Regions from separate parts of the Sus scrofa genome. Here region 2 is linked to region 1. A link is a contact called in public HiChIP or PLAC-seq data. All regions are on one chromosome and are shown on one strand. The core of a region is the stretch at or near the end of the contact, and the rest is flanking DNA. Distances in the headings are between cores, read along the strand shown. Region 1 has its middle 49 kb from the start of NEUROD1. Region 2 has its middle 95 kb from the start of DNAJC10.

Region 1 (6,048 bases), core at 1,912-4,411:
CCAACTTGCTAGGAAGTAACCAGTTGCCCCACTGAGGAATAATATCATTCTAGAGACTCAGTGTTGAGATTCAGAGGCAGCAGTAATTACACTTGATTTTTCAATGTGAGTCCATGCCGGTGGTCTCATACACAGCTTCCATCCCAAGTGCTAGAGCCACTCCATTCATGCACCTGCATGCTGGTTCTGGGGTGGCCAATGACAATGAATGGCTGACACCAATCAGGCAAATCATTTTGTCAATTCGGTTGTTCAGTGCCTCCTCAGTAGGTGTTTTCCAGTGGCCATTAACATGTAACATAAATCTTCACATTTTTGCCATAATGGACTTTATGTCCATTCACATTCTGCTCCGCACACCTCCTTGCCTCTAATTTTCGAGTCCTTTTCTTTCCAAGTCCCCGATAATGGGCCACTGCCCACAAATCTCTATCTATCCTCACCTGGGGTCACTTTCTACTGCACAATAAAAGGATGGTTAAGTGTACTGCTCTCAGCTCTGCCCATTGGGAAGATTTTTTCTTTTCTCTATCTTTGAGCGCTACCTTCTCATTTCCATTTTCAGTTTGCCTTCCTGTACCAAACTATGTCATACTTTGGCCCCAAGCCATATGATGGCTCCCTCAGTCCCAGTACTATCAATACAACATGCCCTAACTATGAAACAAGTGTGAAAAAGCCTTTCCAAAACAATATTGCTGATGCTGTACCATACAAGTTATGCATTGTAAGAGCAGCTCTTATCCTTATCTTTTACATTTATTTGATGCCTCAACAACTAGAATCATATCCTAATCAATAAACAGGACAGATACATATCGTATTCCAAGATGCCAATCTTGGCAGCATTTGAGAACATCTTATTTGTAGGCACATTTGCATTTATTCAGAGTTTTTAAAAAAGTAAATATAGACAGGCTCAATTCTTGCTTGCATCAATATATTTCTCTTTAATTGTATTCCAGTAAACTACTTCCACCTGGAAAAGCAGGTAATGGAAACCATAATCTCCAGTTCATAAAGGGACATCATTGTTCTCTTTTTTTATTATACAATAAGCCATGATTGGACAAAGAACAATGTGTCTAATATAGGAATGTTTTTAAGAATTATGAATGTTGAAGCATGGCAATCCACCATTACCTTCATATATTACAAAGACTGATGTTTTTATGAGAAATTAGACTTGTTCAGGTTTGTCCCAACGTACAGAAACAGGGATCTGAAGTGGAGGTTACAGGGAGGCAGATTGTGATAATAGAAATAAAAGTTTTATGACAAAGCTACAGAAAATTGGAATGGGTTGTATCTAAAGGCAGTGAGTGTCCAATGGAGGGTTAAACATTGGCATGTCTAATGGGAGGCTACTTGAATAAACTTTAGGGATATTTTAAAGATAATTCATCCACTAGAAGTGGAAAGATTAACCTTGAAATAAAGAAAGCAGCACAGCACAATGAAAAGAACATAGGTTTAAACCAAAACCTAATAGCAATGTCAACTTTGTCAAATTACATACTTTTCTCCTCCAGAAATGGGAATAATAATAATACCTACCTTGCAGGGCTTTGTGAAGCTCTACTATAACAAAAAATATGTGTCTAATAGAATGTCTAGCACATAGCTGTGTTCAAGGAAATTTCTTATTATGATCTGATTTTATGTAGTTAAAAATGCCAACATTTGACCTTTTTAATCTATAAAAATGATAATTACATGTAATTTAAACTTATATTGTTAACAAAACTAGACATAATTAAACCCCAATTCCTAAAATGTCTCAATTCTAAGATTCAGATTTAGGATCTGTTATTAGCAAATTCTTAGATTTCTAAAGATTTCTTATTGCCAATTTTAAAAACAGCATAGCATGATGATTTAGAGGTGAGAAGTTTTCTTTTTGGTTCCCTGAAGTTCCAAATGATTAGGCTGACCTCTGATCTATGGTTCATACCCTGGGTGCAAAATTGCTGGATTATGTAGAATTCCAAAGTCCACATGGTCTGGAAACCTATGTCACAAATTTATGGGGGTAGGGAGAGCATACATGGATTGACAAGTCATTACAGCTTCTGTACCCTAGTCATATGCTCTGACAATTACGGCAGATTACCAAGAAGAAATTAGGCAATCATGTTAACTAATGCTGTTCTTGTCAACTTGCTCTTTGGAAGCAGCTGAAAAGGAGTAGAATTAATTGATATTTCTAAAATCCAGAGAATTTCTATAGGCCGTGGGATAGTTTTAGTAAATGTGGGAGCCATAGAGGTTGTACCTCACCAGAGTTTAGAATTGCAATTTTCTATTATAAGTACTTTCTGCTATTGAAGTCACATGAGTCCTCTTGAGGCATATTCATAGGTATACTTTAAGGCAATCTATTTCCTGACATAAGTAAATGTTTGTTACTTTAATTATAACTCATCAAGAAAGACCATTTATTTACCTGTCTGTTGATCAAAATTTCTAAATTATGGAGGGAGGAAAAATGCGAATGTAGCTTTACTTAAAAGAAATAACAATAATTTACTTATGCAAGAAAATTATAGAGTATACATAATAAGTTATGCTGGGTAATGCTGTAGTAAACCAATTGGATATATCAGTTACATGGTTATTCTAGAACCTATATTTCTAACCACCGCTCACAGTAAACCAAAAAATCCCACTACCTCAATTCTTTGAAAAAAAAAAAAGTATAAGTAGTAAAAGAAAAAAAAAAGCCCTTTACTTATAAAAGTGACTAATAGTAACTAATAGCATATGGCTTAAAGGATAATTTAAACTATTTTATGTTACTTCCACAAAGATATTATTGTTATCATAATGATTCCTTTACACTTAGAATGAAGAAATAAATATGGGGTTTTCACATGATAAATACTGAGGTACAGGTCTGAAAACCAGAAAGAGATGTTTTTCCAGCAGAGCTGATCAGATTAAGCATGAAACGATTTTTTTTTTAATTACCCCACAAATCAAAACAAAGATGAGGGAAAAGTTCCATGAATAAACATCAGGGTCATAGTCTAGGAGAGGGGAAAACATATCAGGAAACCAAAAACAAGTGGAGCCAGTTGTCAATCTAGGAACAAGGCAGATGGTTAAAGTCGGAAGTCACATAAGCAACAAAAAGAGCCAAGGTCCAAACCACAAAGCAGAAGTTATGAGAATAACACAACTGGGCTCTAATCCCAAGGCTGAGAATGGAAGCCAAGCAAAGGTGCCTAGTCATAGAACCAAAGGGCAGTTGTTGAAGCAACAGAGCTTTTTTTGTTTCCTGCCCTTTAAAAAATGCAACAGAAGATAATTAATGTCTATGCCTCTCTGCCATGGTTAGATTAGAGGCAAGTATGGGCTGATTGAGAGTTTTTACCTATCCGACAAGATCAGGAGACATTTTGATTCTGTGGAAGTCACTGTCACAGAACTTGAGGCTGAGGACAAGTCTGAGAAAATCCGACAGACGGAGTGCTCTTGAACTAACTCACTTAGGCCAGGTGACTTTTTCTGCATTATTTCCTTATTTCAGGACAGGAGAAAGAGAACCAGGAATTTGAATTGTTTTACATGGCAAGTGTGACTTCTTTTTCTTCTTGTTTTAAACAACATGTCTGTATTATGTCTAGTTAATGGCATTAAGGGCTAGAATTCAGTTGTCTCCCAAATGGGAGAGAAAGAACATGTGAATGGGGGGGGGCAGTTAATTGGGTAGTATGTTATTTTAAAAAATTCCATCATCTGTGTCCACATTACAGTAAGAACATGCTTGATTTCCCTTGACCCCTTCTCTGTGTGATTTTTCACTCCTCTCCTTAGCATTGGCACAGTGTAGATCAGAGGCCAAGAGGTGTCACCAGTCCATTGTCCTAGGTAACTAACAATACAAAATATACACCCCAGAGTTTCAGTCAGTGGGTTCCCAACAGATCAACAAGTGGAAAGTCTGACATCTTCCCCGGAGTGATGGTATTAAGCTAATGGTGTTCTCTGACAGGAAGTTTTTTTCTGATACTGTGTATGTTTTCCTAACTCCTCTTACTGCTCACTCCCATGGTTATCTCTATGGCTCTGGAAAACAATGCCAACCCCCTCATCAGTGTTCTATTTTTAGACCTCATTTAGTCTATAGAGTCAGATGGCTCATATTTAGCTTCCCTTAAATTTCTCCCATTAGTCATTCAAACTCATCATCGCCTTAGTCATTTTTGTTTGGTTGGTTTTCAGTTTATGATGCTTAGCCTAAGAATGAAAACAGCATTTCCAGGAATAGCTCATAAGGGTGCAGTCAGATACTTTAGTCTATATACTGAAATGACTTTACATTATTTCTTAGAAAGGAATCTAATTTTTCATTCTTCTTCAATTCATACCTCCTTCAGCCTCGCAGTTTTGAGTTCCTTCTATCAATGATACTCTCCCTTCTGGGAGAACAATTTCTAGGATATGTTGTTATCCCTAGAACTTAGCACCATACCTGGAACACTGTTGGAAATCAAGATACACTTGATACATGAATGAATAAATGTTTTAAACATCGCAGGTAAGAATTATTTCTATTTTTTTCTGGATTTAGGAGAAGTTTCTATTTTTCTATTTTTTTATGCAATACCTCTCAGTGTTTTAATTCAATTTATACATGCAATTAATTAGGCTACTAGAGTACAATCTCATTCTGTACAAGAATTTATATGCATATTTTTGCATAACATTTGTTGAGCCACATACCTTAAAATAATTCTTGCCACAGGATTTCTGGCCTGGTAAGCGACTGAGAAATCATCTAGTCTGATTTCAATATTTTATGGATGTGAAAGAGGATAACAGACTCTCAGATTATAGGAGGCCTGATTTAAAAGTTTTGTACAATAATTTTCTCTTTTGTTCACACAATTCTTCATGCTGGGAGCTGACACCATCTTGTACGTAATGGTCAACTCTTTGACGTCAATCACTCAAGCATACATTTTTTTCCTTACATTTGAAAATGGAGTTCCTGTCTAAAGAACTAATCTTCATCTGTGATTTGAATTCTGCAAATTGCAGGCTCTCTGGCAGCCCACTGCTGATTTGTAGTGGTTTACACACTGAACACCGTAATTCTAGAGTCTTAAGTTGATTTCTTAGAGTTTTGAGACTTATCACAGGTCAATAACCAGCATCCATCTGAGGTTTTTAATACGGTCTCTTTTTTACACATACCTATTTTCCTCAGTGTATTTACTTTTGCTTCTACATGGAATTTTGAGGTTGGTCACCTGGTGGCGCTATAGTTAATAGCTTGATTTTCATGTGTGTTTTTCCATTGCCTTCTTAGTTTTGTTTTTAAGTGGCAGTTATGTGAAATATGTACATCTTTTAAATTCTGCTGCAGGTGAAATGATTTAATGGCTCGTGACTTCTAGATTAATTTAAAACATTAGAAACATTGTAAAAACAGACTCTTGCTAATAATGATCATTATCGTAATGGCTTGAGGCATAATCATTTACCAACATTAACCAAGTGATTAAAATCCATCATGAGTTTAATTTGAAAAGATTTAAGTTCCTTTGCAATAAATGGCTAATGATATTGGCTTTGTCTTAGTGACGCCAAAATGGATCATTATACGACTTTATACTTCCACTGCTAGATAGAAATGAAACCCATTCTTATTAACAGGCCACATTATGCCTACTGTTTACCAAGAACCTCAGTGCCGAATTGGGCCACAAGGAGCACCACGTATAGGCGATTGTCACTCTTTAATGGCCCTACTGTCTGATAATTTATTATTTCACAAGGCAAGTGACCTTAACAGATATTGAGATTAATTACTGTAGTCAGAAAAACCTGTCAGGAAGGAGAAATTAGTTTCATCAAAACCAGGTATGGTATTTATAATGATCAGATCTTCTTTGATAAAATATTTTCATAACTTTGTAACAATGTCTTTAAAAAATGTCTAATCTAAAATTTAGCAGTAATCAGCCAGAAATATTCTATCTCAACTAACAGAAATAAAAAAAGATCCAGTGCTAAATTTTTTTCCACAAAGAACCTGCC
Region 2 (6,048 bases), core at 2,546-5,045, 880 kb after region 1:
GGGACAGTCTAGGAAAAGGAAAGAAGACATGTCATATTTTTTTATAAGAGAGTTGACATGTAGGGTACTTGCTTTGGCACATTTGAGAAAGTACAGGAAAATATCACACTGCAGTTTATTTGCAATATATTTAAACTGCTTATATTGATTGTTTGTTAAATCAGATTGGGAATTCAGCCAACTCCTTTTGAGTCCTACAACCAAAATTCTCTCTTTAGCTTATGATGGATGATAAATAAATGCTGATGACTGATCTGTTACAATTTTCCCTTTCATTTAAATCCTCAGAAGCCTACAGTTTGCCTAGGGTAAGTCAATGCTCTTCAAAAGCTTAATGGTCATATTTAATTTAAGTCAGAGATACCTTCTAATCAGTGATTATAACAAAAAAAAAATCTTGTAACAAGCTTCTACACCTGAAGATTACCAATCATCCATGAATAAACCAATGTTAAATGTGGGCCTTTCCTCCAGATTTTTCAGCTTCAAAGAATATATATATGATATATTCATGTATATACACAAGTCCTTATTTATTTATCCTTATATATATCTTTACATACATATGTCTCCTTATATATCTCCTAATAAATCTCTTTAAATATATATATCATATATAAATATCTATATATCCTTATATATTCTTTTATACATATATATTTCCATATATATATGTACACTCTTATGTATGTTTTTTTTAAATATATGCCCATTAAATCTGTCAAACACAAAGTTGTTATTAGATCCAAATCATGGCATTTGGGTAGTGGTTTCCAGACTAACAGATCAAAAACTAATTGAGCAATTGACTACAGAAAAATCCTAAACCACGATTAATTAAATCATGGACTCTGTGTAAAGCTGCATGTGTAATTCTTTTTTTTTTCCTTTTTTAAAAATTTTATTTATTTTTTTTTCCACTGTACAGCATGGGGACCAAGTTACACATACATGTATACATAATTTTTCCTTGCATTTTCATGTTGCGATGTAAGTATCTAGACATAGTTCTCAGTGCTACACAGCAGGATATCACTGTAAATCCATTCCAAGAGCAATAGTTTGCATCTGTTAACCCCAAGCTCCCAATCCCTCCCACTCCCTCCACCTCCCCCTGGGCAATCACAAGTCTGTTCTCCAGGTCCATGATTTTCTTTTCTGTAGGTTCATTTGTGCCATATATTAGAGTCCAGATATGAGTGATATCATATGGTATTTGTCTTTCTCTTTCTGACTTATTTCACTCAGTATGAGAGTCTCTAGTTCCATCCATGTTGCTGTATATGGCATTATGTTGTTCTTTCTTACGGCTGAGTAGTATTCCATTGTGTATATATACCACGTCTTCCTAATCCAATCATCTGTCAATGGACATTTGGGTTGTTTCCATGTCTTGGCTATTGTGAATAGAGCTTCAATGAACATGCGGGTGCATGTGTCTTTTTTTTTTAAATTGAAGTATAGTTGATTTACAATGTTGTGTTAGTTTCAGGTGTTCAGCAAAGTGATTCAGTTATATATGTATTCTTTTTCATTATAGTTTATTATAAGCTATTAAATATGGTTTCCTGTGCTATACAGTAGGGCCTTGTAACTGCTAATTCCAGACTCCTAATTTATCCCTCCTTTTGCTTTCCTCCTTTGGTAACCGTAAATTTGTTCTCAAAGTCTGTGGGTCTATTTCTGTTTTATAAATAAGTTCATTTATATCATTTTTTTTTAGATTCTACATATAAATGATATCATATAATATTTGTATTTCTCTGGCTTTCTTGACTTAGTATGAAAATCTCTAGGTCCATTTGTGCTGTTGCAAATGGCATTATTTCATTCTTTTTATAGCTGAATTGTATCCCACTGTATATATATGTACCATATCTTCTTTATTCATTCTTCTGTTGATGGATATTTAGATTGCTTCCATGTCTTGGCTATTGAAATTGTGCTACTTTGAACATTGGAATGCATGTAACTTTTCAAATTGGAGTTTTTAATCTTTTCCTGATATATGCCCAGGAATAGGATTTCTAGATCTAATGGTAGTCCTGTTTTTAGTTTTTTAAGGAAACTCCATACTGTTTTCAATTGTGGATGCATCAATTTACATTCCCATCAACAGTGTAGAAGGGTTCCGTTTTTCACACCATCTCCAGCATTTATTATTTGTAGACTCTTTGATAATGGCCATTCTGACTGGTGTGAGGTGATAGATACTTCATTGTAGTTTTGATTTTCATTTCTCTAATAATTAGTGATGTTAAGCATGTTTTCATGTGACTGTTGGCCATCTGTATATCTTCTTCAGAGAAGTGTCTGTTTAGATCCACTGCCTATTTTTTGATTGAGTTGTTTGGCTTTGGGAATTTTTTAAAATTGAGCTCTATAAGTCATTTGTATATTTTGGAAATTTAGCCCTGTAGGCTGCATCATTTGCAAATATTTTCTCCCATTTTTTAGGTTATCTTTTTGTCTTTTTATGGTTTCTTTTGCTGTGCAAAAGCTTGTAAGTTTGATTAGGTCTTCTTTGTTTATTTTTGCTTTTATTTCTTTTCCCTAGGGAGACTGATTTAATAAAACATTGGTATGGTTTATGGCAGAGAATGTTTTGTCTGTGCTCTCTTTTAGGAGTTTTATGATATCCTAAATTATATCAAGATCTTTAAGCCACTTTGACTTAATTTTTTGTGTGTGGTGTGAGGGAATGTTCTAACTTCATTGATTTACATGTGGCTTTCCAGCTTTCCAACACCATTTGATGAAGAGATTGACTTTCCTCCATTGTGTATTCTTACCTGCTTTGTCAAAGATTAGATGACAGTAGGTGTATGGGTTTATTTCTGGTCTCTATTCTATTCCATTGGCCCATATGTCTGTTTTTTTGTGTGTGTGCCATACCACATTGTTTTAATTACCATAACTTTGTAATATCGTCTGAAGCCCGGAGCATTATGCCTCCAGCTTTGTTCTTTTTCCACAGAATTTTTTTGAAAATTCTAGGTCTTTTGTGTTTCCATATAAATTTTAGGATTATTTGTCCTAGTTCTTTGAAAAATGTCACAGGTAATTTGATAGGGATAACATAAAAATTCTAGATTGCATTTTAATGATATCAATTCTTCCAATCCAGGACCATGGGATATCTTTCCATTTTTTAAAATCATCTTCAATTTCCTTTATCAGTGTTTCATAATTCTCAGCATGTAAGTCTTTCTGCATATATAATTCTTTATGTAATGAATTTGTACCACTGACTGACAATGGGCTATGTAATGCTCAAACAGGATATGGTTCAGAGAAAAAGTAGGTTCCACACTCACTGACTATTAAGCAATCTATGCAGACTCATTGAGCTCGTTTCCTCTTTTGTACAAAGCATGACAGTAACAGTAATATTTATTGCAATGTGATGTTGTGAGGATTTAACATCATAGTGCATGTAAAGCACTTGGCATATGCACTGAAGTACTCAATTTAAAAAATTAATTGTGTTAAGCATTTATAGGATTTGGAATCAAACACAAGGCCTTTCTACACAGTAAAAGACTCTAGCAACTCTCTATACTCTTAGTTAATAATTATAACTCTTACAAGTGCATGTTGTTATAGTTTACAAACTATAGAATGATTAACTGAACTAAAAGATTGAGGCTCTACCTCCAGTTTTGCTGAAATTACTATGCCTGTGTTGAGGCATGACAATTTATCTGAGACTTACTTTCACGTCTGAATGGAAAGGATACAGCCTGCTTCAGTGTATCATGGTGATGATTAACTGTGACAAGGGAGTTAATCATAAATGGCAGAATGACTAGCACATGATTTCTTCTTTCTCAATCCTATTTAAGACATAAGCAAGGCCATTGAAACCCATCAAAATGTTTGAAAATAAGTGGATTCTAAAACAAGAAAAATTTTATGAACACATATTTGAAAGATTAATAATAGTATTAAATTGTTTCAATCTTCAAAATTATAGGAATTTGAAATAGCATAACTCACTCATTTCCTGCATCCTCAGGCACACCTACATCTTGCACGTTTTTGTAGCTGCTTTCTGTTATTTTAATGTAAATATTCCTTTTTGTCTGATGAAATATTTTTTCTTTGGGGTGTTCTTTCCAATAAAATCATTGCTTATCATAAAATCACTATCAATTTATTTTTTTTCACATTTTCTTTTCACATTCCTTGTACAAAGCCACACAAGCATGGTTGGAATTTGTTATTCAAAACACATCAATAATATTGGAGGCCAGGCTACACTTCTCTTTTTTCTGTCAAATTGAAGTCAACTGTTGTAATATTTTGAATATTAATGGAAAGTCTGTCAGATATTCAAATCATAGTAAAACAGTGTTATGCCAGGAAAAAATTGGCAAAGGCCTTGGATATCTAAAGTAAATAAAACATGATTTTTTTTCATTACCTTATTTAAGAATTCATTTCTCAATGGAAAAAAAATATGTGTATTACTGAACAAAATACGCTGAATCCAAAAACAAGGTATTCGTCTTGTCATCCAGAAGTAAAGAATTTGCCTAAAATAAATTTTCTGGTTTTCTGAATAGCTGAATTAGTGATTCATTATTTTTATATTTGGGTAATAAAACTTTATTTTTCAGTTGAAAATAACTTCTAGTAGGCTACTTGAGGATATAAAAGATACATAAATGAAAACTTACAGTGTCAAAGGGGAAAAATAGGAAATTTAGCCACACAAATAAGCATTACATGCTTTGTCATTTTGTGGGAGGGTGATCTCTTTATATGTACTTTGTTTTTATAATGTGTCAGTAGCCTCCCAGAATTTAACTTAAGCATCATTGAGATAGACTGGCAGCTTCTGCAGGGATGGATGGGGTCATTTAGGGAAAGACATCCCCTCTTTGGGAAGAGAGGAAAAGATTTAAGTCTAGTATTGGACTTAAATTCTCTTTAATGTGTGGCCTTTAGAAATACTATGGCATAAATCATATTGTACAATTTTGGAATCATGTGTTCCAATTCAGTTCAGGACAAAGAGCATCTATAGATCAAATGTCTTACCAGACCCAAATTACACAGTGAGCTGATAAACTATCCCAAATGAAATTATATCATTGACAGTAGAAGCTAGGCAGAGGAGGAGATTAAAAGAAAAGAAATTTATCTACCGAGAAAAAATTCACAGAAGAGGAAATGAGCATGAACAGATTAATTTCATGCCCTTCTTAAACACTCTGCTCTAGGAAGCTGATTTTCAAATTTGCTTGAAGATAGCTGTCTACAATTCTTATTTAAAAATTTTCAGATCTCACACCAAAACTGCTAACCTAGAGTGTTCCTGGGGAAGAAATCTGGTAACCTGACAACATGTGCATAAAACAAGGCCCCCATGATTCTTCTCAGCTAAGTTTGGAATACACTGAAAGAAAATGTTGAGTTATTAGCTGAGAAGATGTCTCTGTGTGCTTACAGTGATATTATGAGCCTTGGGGATAATAAACCAAATTCCCAGTAAGTTTATAATCCAGTTTTTGGAGTCAGAATAGGAGCTCTGATTCAGACGAGCAAAACAAAAATATCAAGTCCTCACAATGTGGGGTGAGAGCTTAAGCAGACTCTTGTTATTAAGTAATAACAATAAGTTTGGGGAAATTAAAGCCAGTTGCAGTTACATTAAACAAACAACAACAAAATGAAGACATGCAATATGAATACATGGACGGAAATCTTGACTTTCGTAGTCACATTTTTATTATTTATGCAAAAAATACCTGATGATATCCAATTTATAGATGCTTATTATTAGACCTGATACAGGTTTTTTGAAAGTGCTACACCAATGTAATGGATTATTGTGACCAGGTAGAGTATGAGGGCAAATGTTGGTGTCAGGAGAATGCCAAAATTTGTCCATAAATGTGGATGGGAAAGGACCACAATGGGAATGTGGATTGGAAGGACTGTACAATGCATTTAAATGGCAGCAGATAACATAGCCCCCTCTGGTGGCCTGTAGTTCATCTGCAACTACCCTTTCCAGGGACTGAATAGAAAGAATGAAAA

The links. HiChIP or PLAC-seq counts read pairs in DNA pulled down with a chosen protein or histone mark.
Region 2: a contact with region 1 is called in an H3K27ac HiChIP or PLAC-seq map of alveolar macrophages. The contact joins two enhancer-like sites. A contact is called at or near these places in 3 of 47 Hi-C or Micro-C datasets (embryonic fibroblasts, retroperitoneal adipose tissue and subcutaneous adipose tissue) and 1 of 2 datasets of contacts at active chromatin or transcription factors (alveolar macrophages).

What each region holds. Positions count from the first base shown.
Region 1 is chr15:87,226,155-87,232,202 of Sscrofa11.1, forward strand. No RefSeq gene overlaps it. Among named protein-coding and RNA genes, the nearest start is that of NEUROD1, 49 kb to the left of the region's middle. Within about 2 kb of position 3,162, at least 10 of the 83 cell types and tissues checked have an H3K27ac peak or open chromatin away from gene starts, as enhancers often do. A contact at or near this core is called in alveolar macrophages, where this site is marked.
Region 2 is chr15:88,100,631-88,106,678 of Sscrofa11.1, forward strand. No RefSeq gene overlaps it. Among named protein-coding and RNA genes, the nearest start is that of DNAJC10, 95 kb to the right of the region's middle. Within about 2 kb of position 3,796, at least 4 of the 83 cell types and tissues checked have an H3K27ac peak or open chromatin away from gene starts, as enhancers often do. A contact at or near this core is called in alveolar macrophages, where this site is marked.